Linked DNA regions of Zea mays: region 1 is linked to region 2. The links are chromatin contacts, called in public Hi-C maps. All regions are on one chromosome and are shown on one strand. The core of a region is the stretch at or near the end of the contact, and the rest is flanking DNA. Distances in the headings are between cores, read along the strand shown.

Region 1 (5,412 bases), core at 2,591-5,090, 170 kb before region 2:
TCTTTCATCGTTGTCATTAGAATTATGGATTGACCTAACATGCCTCGGATGAAGCCTTCCTCCGAAGCCCCTGGTCATTTCAGAAAACCTGTATGCTTCCTCTCTTCTTTGGCGGAAATCATTATCAGCCCGGATGTACTTATACATCTTCTGAAGGAGTTTTTTCAAGGTCTGTGGTGGCTTCCTTGCAAAATATTGGGCTGTAGATCCTGGCCGAAGCCTCTTGATCATGGCCTCAATAACAATTTCATTGGGCACTATAGGCGTTTGAGCTCTCAAACGTAGGAACCTTTAGACGTACGCCTGTAGGTACTCCTCATGGTCTTGCGTGCATTGAAATAAGGCTTGAGCAGTGACTGGCTTTGTCTGAAAGCCCTGGAAGCTAGTGACTAGCATGTCCTTGATCTTCTGCCATGATGTGATTGTCACTGGCCGAAGGGAGGAATACCATGTCTGGGCCACGCTTCTGACTGCCATGACAAAGGACTTTGCCATGACAGCAGCGTTACCCCCATACGAGGATATTGTTGCCTCATAGCTCATTAGAAATTGCTTTGGATCCGAATGCCCATCATACATGGGCAACTAAGGTGGCTTGTAGGATTGTGGCCACGAGGTAGCATGCAATTCTGCTGCCAGAGGAGAAGCATCATCAAAAGTAAAGTTACCATGATGAAAGTCGTCGTACCATTCATCTTCGTTGAATGAGCTCTCCTGACAAAGCTCCTTGTGCTGAGGCCTTCATCGTACCATGCAGAATGCTTACCGAAGGTTGTGGAGTGAGTTCACCGGAGGTGGGCGCCAATGTTGGTCACTTGTTCTCAAATGCTATGGGTCAAGAACAAGGCAACACAATTGTCAATCATTAAGAACCTTCGTCCTCCGAAGCATTATCTCCTTACGGGTATAATGCTTCTCAGACGAAAGTCAAGAAGGACATACCTTCATCATATCAATGCAAGGATAGGAATGCGAAGGAATAAATTAACTATATCTTAATAGTTCATTTATTATTTCTTTCTATAAAACATATATGAATATCAACAATGTTAATATTACATTGATACCTTCGGCTTGCTCGAAGGCGAGGATGCGAGAGAGTGAATATAATCCAGCGTGAACAGTACAGTGCCACTGTTCATCTATTTATAGGCACGGGACGCAGCCCGAGTAAAAGTACATTTTGTCATTGTCAACCGTCAACAATTATAATACAAAACATTAAGGACTAAATAGTCTTTGTCCTTTTTTGGTTATTGTTGCATTTGGTCTTCATCGTCAACCCGAGCCGAAGTCCCTTGACTATAGCTTCATCACCCATTTTTTGTCACCTTCGGGTTTCACCTCTACTCTTGTCATAGAAGACCTCTATGTCGAAGCTGAAGCCTTCTACAATAATCTGTGTCATACTGAAGTCATACGATTAATTACGTTTTTGAGGACCTTCGAAGGAGGAAGGACCCAACATATATGATTATAGAATTTTGTTATATGAACTTATCCTAACGCCTGATGCTTAAACTTCAAAGTTCATATAAACAAAGCCACTTTCAAAAACCTTAATCCTCACATACTTGAGATATTGTTGTCATCAATGATCAAAAAAGGAGAGATTGGAATTATCTAGGTCCTCAAGTGTTTTGATGATTAATACCAACATAAGGTTATTGTATGTGTGTTTTATAAAGACAAATTTGAGTTTGGTCATCAAACCCTATGAATAGTTGCCTCATCAGACCAACGTGGATAGGTCCGATGAGTGTTGCGGAGTGACTAAAGAGATTCTAGTAGGCGTCGAACTGGTCTGATGGTAAACGTCGGACCATATACCCAAAGTGGCGTTCAAACTGCTAGTTCTCACATAGTAGCATAATAGTTATTGTTGTGCCTCGTTGGATCACGTGTTATGGTCTGACGGTGATTGTTCATTGGTCCAACGACCGCATTTTTAGCTTGAGTTGCCTATAATGGTTAGTTGTCGTTTTAAGTCTATAAATACCCAACCAATTGTTGCCCTTGTCCCATTTAATAGCCAAAGCAACAGACACACACACACACACACACACACACATATATATATATATATATATATATATATATATATATATATATATATATAGTGTGATGAGGAGCTATTGCATAGGGAGGGACTTGAGAGTCAGATTTCACACAATTAGCAACCTTATTAGTACAAACAAGAGTGATTCACCCATTGATCTCATTAGCCTCGATAGATTCAAGTGAGAGTTTATTCTTCTTACTCTTGGTGATTGGCATCATCTAGATTGTTTGATGGCGATAGGAGTGTGGTGTTTGTCCAAAGCAATTGTGGGTGATCCAGCTTGGGGCATGTATACATTTGTAAGCGGTTCAAAATGTAGGAGAAACGAAGAACCAGTTTATAGAGAACACTTGGTATAAGAACCAGTTCATAGGAGAGGCAAAGAACCGATTCATGTTGTGTTGAATCTTTTACCATTTTTGTGCTAATCATGCATGTTGCCACTGCTAAGGGCATCCGCAATGGTATGGGCTAGTTACTAGTTCTACGATAACCTCTCCAATGATATTAAGTGTGTGTTTGGTAGGACTCACCTCCGGCTATCCTGGAGAAGCTCTAGCAAACGTTTTAATTGGAGGAGTCGTTTTACATGGAAAAATGAGGCGAAAACGGCTCCGGCTCTTTTGGAGGAGCCTTTGGTGAGGAGCCCTATCAAACACACCTCTATGACTTGTTTTAGAGTAAGGATACTAGAGGGGATTGAATGGGGCTAAAATCTCTTGTTATTCAAAAATTAATAGTAAGAGAATTTTAGCCCCTCCAATGCCCCTTCGTTATCCTCGATCTCAAACAAGCCCCTAAGAACCTATTTTGAAGGACCTAGTTTTTTTTTAAAAAAACTGGTTTATAGAAACTAGAGTGGTTCCAAACGTATCAGTTTATGCTCTAGTTAATTTATAGAAATTGGATTCCCAGTTTCTTAAAAACCAAGAAGCTACTTTTTTCTAGCTAAAACAAGCTTTTGTTTGTTTAATTACATCAATGCCCTTATTGGTTTCATGAATTTACATCTATTATCACCGCTTCTTAAAATAGAGAAAGGATATGCTAGTAATTGTGTATCAAAAAACTAGAAACTAGTTTCTTAGAAACTAAGTTCCAACCACCCCATTATTCAACTTTTTTCCTTTATAAACCAGTTTCTAGAAACTATATATAAACTCTTTTTCTAACCCCCGTGTGCTTCTAAATAGGCCCTAACTTTTAGCATATATATAGCTCAAACATCAATAGCCCCATATGACATTCTCATATATAAACTTGAAATGTGTGCGGTGTGCATAAGCTAGCTAAAACTAACTTTTTTTTTCTCACTTTTATTAAAGTATGAAGCAATATGTTTTGAGCGCTCGTAAGTTACATGCACCAAAGTGTTTTCCCCACCGATATTATCCACCATCCCACTTGATCAGCTAGGTCAAGCGTGTAACCACTGACCCCACCTACATTTGCGTTCTTGATGCATGCCACGTCTTGCTATTGCTGCTAACCACGAACTTGCCCCCCCTTCGTCGTCTCCATATTTGTTTAACACTTATTTTAATTTTCTACATACGTACAGTTGTTTATGAAAGTAGCTAGGGCGTGTACGTACGTCGCTGTCAGGCGTCCAGACAGCAGTCACACACAGCACAAAGTCATACGTACATATATATCTTTTTGCCGGTCCTGTACTTTTCCCGCCCCAGGCTGCGACGCACGTTCCTGTGTTTTGAATTCAATTCCGACGGTTTGATTTGAAAATTCCATGTCCCAATAAGGACCGCTACGAATTCAAAAACTTTTATTTGAATTCAACTCGAACCGTTACACCTCTTCTTCCCGAGAAGAAGAAAACAAAATAGACGAAAAGGTTCACGTCGCCATCGCCACTGTCCGGTGCTCTCGTTCCGCGAAGACGCCAAGAACTAACGCGCGCCGATGCAAGCGGCTTCTCGCCCCTAGCTAGCTTAGCTAACCTTCGTCGCTCGCAACGCGAGCTAACCTTCTGTGCGGCTTCGCGCGCGCCCCATGCAAGAGAGAAGGGCGAAGCTGCTCCTCGTCCTCCTCCCGCCTCCCTCATACTTTCCCCCCCGGCTACACCTTCCACGCCATGCGCCCGTATAAACCGCCAGGCGAGGCCACCCGCCCGCTTTACCGCATCCTGCTGCACCCGCATCTGCTGATAATCCCGCGATCGACGAGGCCACCATGTCATCGTCGCTGCGGTTCCTGCGGCCGAAGAACGACGGCGGCGGCGGAGACGACGGGTGCTTCGACGGCGTCGAGCTGGAGGTGACGGTGCTGTCGGCGGACTCGCTGCGCCTACCGCCGTCCTACTCGCCGCTGCCCCGCCGGCTGCGGCCGTACGTGACCGTGGCGTCGTCGGACGCGCCCGCCGGCTCGGCCTGCAGCACGGCGGTGGCAGTGGGGAGCGGCGGCGGCGGCGGCGAGCACGCGTGGGGCGACACGCTCGTCGTCCCCGTGGGCGCGGGCTTCCTGGAGGGCCGCGCCCACGTCCACGTCTCCGTGCTCTCGGAGCCCGCCTGCCGGCTCGTCGGCGCCACGCCGCTGGGCTGGTGCCGCATCCCCGTGGCCGACGTGCTCGACGGCCTCCGCCCGCCGCGCGCGCTCCGCCGGCTCAGCTACTCGCTGCGCTGCCCGCGCCGAGGCGGGGGCGGGGGCGCGTGGGGCCACGGCGTCGTGCACCTCTCCGTGCGCCTGCTTGGCCTCCGCGACGACGCGCCGGCAGCCACGGCCACGGCCACGGACGCGACGCCGCCGGTGCAGCAGGGTTGGTGCCGCGTGGCGATGGGCATCCCGGTGTCCGGACCGTCGTCGGCGGCCGCTTCCGCCGTCGTCGGGATGCCCTTGTCGTGGGGCGCCACCACGTCACGGTGACGGGGCCACGACTAGCCGTGGAAAAACGGTGGAATTTTTGCCGGCGATCAGTCGATGTCGACCAGCGAGCGCGGTACGACCAGGTCGTGATTGGGGCTTTTTCACGCGTCAGGAATAGGAATAGCGGCTGGAAAAGGAAACTAGTGCGTTTAGTCAAAAAAGGTGCCTTCCAATCTTCCATGCAGCTACCTAGACGCCGCTGAGGCTGGAGTGTGGGACCAAAGTGCATGATGAATAGTAATTGTAAATGTCTACTGTTTATTTCAAGTCTAACCAAAGGTACCCGACGTCCAAATCAAAGTCAGAGTTGATATGTGCGCTCGACGAAAGATGCCAAGCGATTGTTGTCAACCTAGAGGGTCGTTCGGTTCCTGGAACGATGACACGTGAAACGATTTAAGGTCGGATTGTTTATCAAAAGCTAGCTATTCGAATTTTTGGGTTGTAATTTATAGAAACAAAACATTGTA
Region 2 (5,603 bases), core at 1,537-4,036:
CTGCTTCCAGTTAGCTACTAGTGAGCAGCTCGCTTTCATTCTCTCTCAATTTATCTTTCTTGCACATGACCATAAATATGATGTGGCATATCTTGCAGTCCGGCTACATCACCTTGTTATACCTGCTTATACTTAAAAACCAATCCAAGGGGTCAAGCTTGGACATGCCCTAAGGCTATTTCCGGTGCACGGTTTTTTTTTTAAAATGTCACATCAAGTTTTACCTATAAAATTGTGTATTCTTAGTTTTATCTAGACTAAAACCTCTCATCCATGGTGAAACTCTCTCCATCTATCTTCTTATTAGATTTTGACATGTGATCACACTTGCTTATGTGGCAAAATATTTAATGAAGATAAAACTCAAATAAAACAGAATTGCCTAAGAAATGAAAAGAAAAAGGAATCGCTGCCAAAACGGCTGGAAAGAGCACGCCACAGCTAGCTCAGAACATCACCGACTGGGTTTACAAAACCGTTTTAAGTAAAAAAATTGTTACCCACCGGTTATGGTTTACCGTCGGTAAACCGATGAAAACCCGTAAAAACAACCGGTTTGTACAATCCAACTAAATTTAAATTCGTACTGGTTTAGCGACGAAAAACCAGCGGTAAACCACCGATTTTCCATGAAAATGAACCAATTTTTGTTGTTTTTTACAGAAAAATGCTAAATTTGACAGAATTTATTTGTAATTTGCTCAATTCACATTGCACAGTAAATATTAATTGATCCACACGACATATATTCATAAAAATAATATACAACATACATATGCAACCACAAACTTCAGTTCTCATGCAACAAACAACCAACAAACTTCGCAAGCTCTCCAACGACACATAGGTCGACTTGTTTCACAATACTCATATATTCGGCTTGAGTCATAGTTATAGTACCTAGGCATGTTGGAAAGATCGTGATATGGTTCCAATATATCATAGTGATAGTGATATTTCTATACAAAAGATATGAGATATATTAGCGAGAAAAACAAGAACGAGAAATAAATACTTATTGACGAAGCAAAAATAACATACTGGTGCAGCGGGAACATGTCCATACCCATACTGTGGTCCTGGTTGATACATATTTGAATATGGCGGTGGAGGGGGTCCATAGTTTCCATACCCATACATGATCGATGGTTGTACTTTGCCTGGTGGTCCCTGTCCCGGTTACCATTGCCATGCAAAACAGTTATAGATTGAGTTTTGACCAGGCGCATAGTTAGAAGAACTAGAGCTACTTGAGCTACGGATTCCATCTTGGACAGGAAATAAAACCGAACGACGTCGACCGCTTATTGTTTATTGTTGTGAATGAGGCGTATCATGGTAAGAATCTTGAAACAATAACTAAACCATAAACTATTGGACATTCACATTTAACAATAACTAAACCATAACATATTTACCAATAACTAATCCTTAAACCATAAGACATCACATATATAACAATACTAACTCATCTTTACATATAACATATAACATCTTCATATATATCATATAACATCTTCACATATAGCACTTAACTGGGCAAAAAATAACATTTAACAGTAAATCATCTTTACATATAGCATGTAACATTTTCACATATAACATATAACAGTAAACAAGACTAATATGTCTAAGCTGACCACTAAATGCCTAAATTGGAACTCAATCTTGGCATCGAATCCGGTTTCTCGCAAAAAATGGTGGTTTACCGGTCCAAAAAACGGTTTACCGGCAGTTTTCGTTTTTTATGAATTTTTTGAAATTTTTTAAATGTGGAGCGGTTTTTGACGGTTTTTGTGTTTCCCTTTATTATGTAGGTAGAGGTTCGGTTTTTTTAATATATATATATATATATATATATATATATATATATATATATATATATATATATATATATATATATATATATAATTTCCTTAATTCCCTGAACGTAGAAATGTCATGAAAAACTTCACACGAACCAGCAATTTCCATATATAGCAAACGTAGAAAGTACTAGGGGGCCGGCCGGGGTCGCATTCTAAAAAGGAGGCAACCAAACTTTCAGAGACAAACAAATCCGTGATGCCTACAAAAAATCTCGCCAAAACCATCTATAGCCATACATCCAAGCCCCTGAAAAAATCTTGAGAAACATTTTATGACGGTTGACGGGAACGGAAGCTAGCAGCAACGACGACGCAGACGTTTTTTTATTACAAAAGCAGCAGCCTTAAACTTTCAAGGTGAGCGACGAAGACGATTCGTAATCGTTTACAAAAGCTGGTCTGTTGTCTTGTCTATAGTGTTGCACGCGCAATCAATGACACGCGAAATCAATCTACTACAGCCACACGTGTTATTATCTTTTCCCTTCTAGTCGCTGCCAAAACGGTTGGGAAGACGTACAGTACACCCCAGCTAGCTCAGCATCATCACCAGCTAGCTCAGCATCATCGACCGCCAGGCGGCATCATAACTTTTGCTGTAAAAAAATGAACGGGTTTGGTTTCGGGTGTTTTGGCTCATGATGATTTCAACTCTCAAGACCATTTCCGTGTCTTTCTTTACCGCTTTAAAGCATGAGTTTCATGGGTCACGTGAAGCATATATATACATTTAACAACCATATAAAATAAATCTTACATATTGCATGATCAAATAAGGTAAGCCATAAACCACTAACTTTCCATCTCTTTCCCTGCCTCCGTCTCACTCACTCGGATTCTTCCGCACCACCGTAGAGGACATCGACCTTCCCTCATCAGCAAGCGTCTTGAACCGCTGCCGCTACTCTCCGCCACCATGCGTCTCTGTAGGCAGCGGGGCAGACAGCTGAGTGAGAGGAAGATGAGGCGCCGACGCAATGATGTGTGGCTGAACAACCGAGGGAGAGGAGGCTCTCTGGATCCTGAGTTTAGTTTTGTATTGTTTTGTAGGCAAATGATTTGTGATTAATAGTTTTCATGTAATCATTGTACGCTAATATTTTATCGAATGTTTATGGGATGCCGCAACGCACTGGCATTGTACTGGTATACATTGATAGATTAATTTGACCCTCTCAATGTTGCCTAAGTCCCTAGAAAGCCAACCCGAGACTCTACCTCTATGATGTGTGAGATCATAATCTACTGAATATGTAAACCACTAGCCATACCTTCTTTATTTGCGTTGAGGGCGGCGGTGGCGATAGCGGATGCTTCTTGCCGGTGCGCCATCTCCTCCTCCACTTTGGCGTGCTCCACCATCTTGTCGCATGCCTGCTCCGATTGTTTCCTTTTCGTGATTAGAGGGACAACAAGGGCTTCTCAGTGCCTAGCCCTGTGGGGTGGTAAGCTCTGTGGAAACCATGGCTATTGGCTATGGTGTTTATGGTCGCTGGGAAGGCGCAAGGTGATCGAGACCTAGGATGAATGTGGTGGCTAGGGTAGCAGGCGTCTGAACATGTTGGAGTTCACGCTGATCCTAAATCTCCTTTATATAGCGACATCCCATGACCAGGAGCCACAACTGATAGAAGCGGCTTGTGCCCCTGATTAGGGTGCTTGTTACCGCATAGGGGACATGGGAAAGTCCTCCCTGTTTTTTCTCCATTTTTGTTACAGAGAGGACATTTCCAACATCAACCCCTTTGTTCTCTAGGTTTCTTATTCATTAACTTTTCTAGGTTCCACATCTTGACAAGTCCACACATCAAGACCAATGTGTAACTGTCGGGGACCATAATTAGGGGTACCCCCAAGACTCCTAATCTCAGCTGGTAACCCCCATCAGCACAAAGCTGCAAAGGCCTGATGGCTGCGATTAAGTCAAGGCTCGGTCCACTCAAGGGACACGATCTCGCCTCGCCCGAGCCCAGCCTCGGGCAAGGGCAGCCGACCCCGGAGGATTCACGTCTCGCCCGAGGGCCACCTCAAGCAACGGACACACCTTCGGCTCGCCCGAGGCCCAGTCTTCGCCAAGAAGCAACCTTGGCCTGATCGCCACGCCGACCGACCGTATCGCAGGAGCATTTAATGCAAAGGTGGCCTGACACCTTTATCCTGACGCGCGCCCTTTAGTCAACAGAGTCGAAGTGACCGCAGTCACTTCGCCGCTCCTCTGACCGGCCTGACAAAAGGACAGCGCCGCCTGCGCCGCTCCGACTGCTGCGCCACTCGGCAGAGTGTGGCTGACAGCAACCAAGTCCGGCCTCGAGCGCCATAGGAAGCTCCGCCTCGCCCGACCCCAGGGCTCGGACTCGGGCTCAGCCCCGGAAGACGACGAACTCCGCCTCGCCCGACCCCAGGGCTCGGACTCGGGCTCAGCCCCGGAAGACGACGAACTCCGCCTCGCCCGACCCTAGGGCTCGGACTCGGGCTCAGCCCCGGAAGACGACGAACTCTGCCTCGCCCGACCCCAGGGCTCGGACTCAGCCCTGGCCTCAGCCGACGGTCTCTGCCTCGCCCGACCCAGGGGCTTGGACTCGACCTCGGCCTCGGAAGACAGACTCGACCTCGACCTCGGAGGAGCCTCCGCCTCGCCCAACCCAGGGCTCGGACCGACCACATCATAGGAGGGGCCATCATTACCCTACCCCTAGCTAGCTCTGGCTACGGGGAACAAGACCGGCGTCCCATCTGGCTCGCCCCGGTAAACAAGTAATGATGGCGCCCCGCATGCTCCATGACGATGGCGGCTCTCAGCCCCCTTACGAAAGCAAGGAGACGTCAGCAATGACTCGATAGCCCCGACAGCTGTCCTTCCGCCAGGCCCCAGCGCTCCTCCGATGGCCACGACATCACACGAACAGGGTGCCAAAACCTCTCCGGCTACCACGACGGCATGTACTTAGGGCACTAGCTCTTCTCCGCTAGACTCGTTAGCGCACTTGTCGGGGACCATAATTAGGGGTACCCTCAAGACGCCTAATTCTCAGCTGGTAACCCCCATCAGCATAAAGCTGCAGAGGCCTGATGGGTGCGATTAAGTCAGGGATCAGTCCATACGAGTGACTCGATCACGCTTCACCCGAGCCTAGCCTCGGACTCGGGCAGCCGACCTCGAGGGACTTCCGTCTCACCTGAGGCCCCCCTTTTAACGGCGGACACATCTCCGGCTCGCCCGAGGCCTTGGCTTCGCTAAGAAGCAACCCTGACTAAATCGCCGCACCGACTGACCGAGTTGCAGGGGCATTTAACGCAAAGGTGGCCTGACACCTCTATCCTGACGCGCGCCCCCCGGCAGAGCCGAAGTGACCACCGTCACTCCGCTGCTCCACTGACCGGTCTGACAGAAGGACAGCGCCGCCTGCGCCACTCCGACTGCAGTGCCACTCGATAGAGTGAGTCTGACAGGCAGTCAGGCCTCGCCAGGGGCGCCATAGGGAACTCCGCTCCGCCCGACCCCAGGGCTCGGACTCGGGCTAAGACCCGGAAGACGGCGAACTCCGCAACGCCCGACCCCAGGGCTCGGACTCGGGCTAAGACCCGGAAGACGGCGAACTCCGCTCCGCCCGACCCCAGGGCTCGGACTCGAGCTAAGACCCGAAAGACGGCGAACTCCGCTCCGCCCGACCCCAGGGCTCGGACTCGGGCTAAGACCCGGAAGACGGCGAACTCCGCTCCGCCCGACCCCAGGGC

What was found. A called contact is a pair of places that touch in the nucleus more often than the background predicts.
Region 1: a contact with region 2 is called in a Hi-C map of bundle sheath, with 5 times the contacts expected there. The contact joins the promoter of LOC103629419 here to the enhancer-like site in region 2. A contact is called at or near these places in 2 of 25 Hi-C or Micro-C datasets (bundle sheath and leaf mesophyll).

Annotation. Positions count from the first base shown.
Region 1 is chr6:72,903,741-72,909,152 of Zm-B73-REFERENCE-NAM-5.0, reverse strand. LOC103629419 reads left to right here and starts at 3,840. Exons shown (of 1, transcript XM_008650548.3): 1 at 3,840-5,412. The coding sequence starts at 4,253. The coding sequence ends at 4,942.
Region 2 is chr6:72,729,189-72,734,791 of Zm-B73-REFERENCE-NAM-5.0, reverse strand. No RefSeq gene overlaps it. Among protein-coding and RNA genes, the nearest start is that of LOC103629418, 43 kb to the right of the region's middle. Within about 2 kb of position 2,786, at least 9 of the 20 cell types and tissues checked have an H3K27ac peak or open chromatin away from gene starts, as enhancers often do. A contact at or near this core is called in bundle sheath and leaf mesophyll, where this site is marked.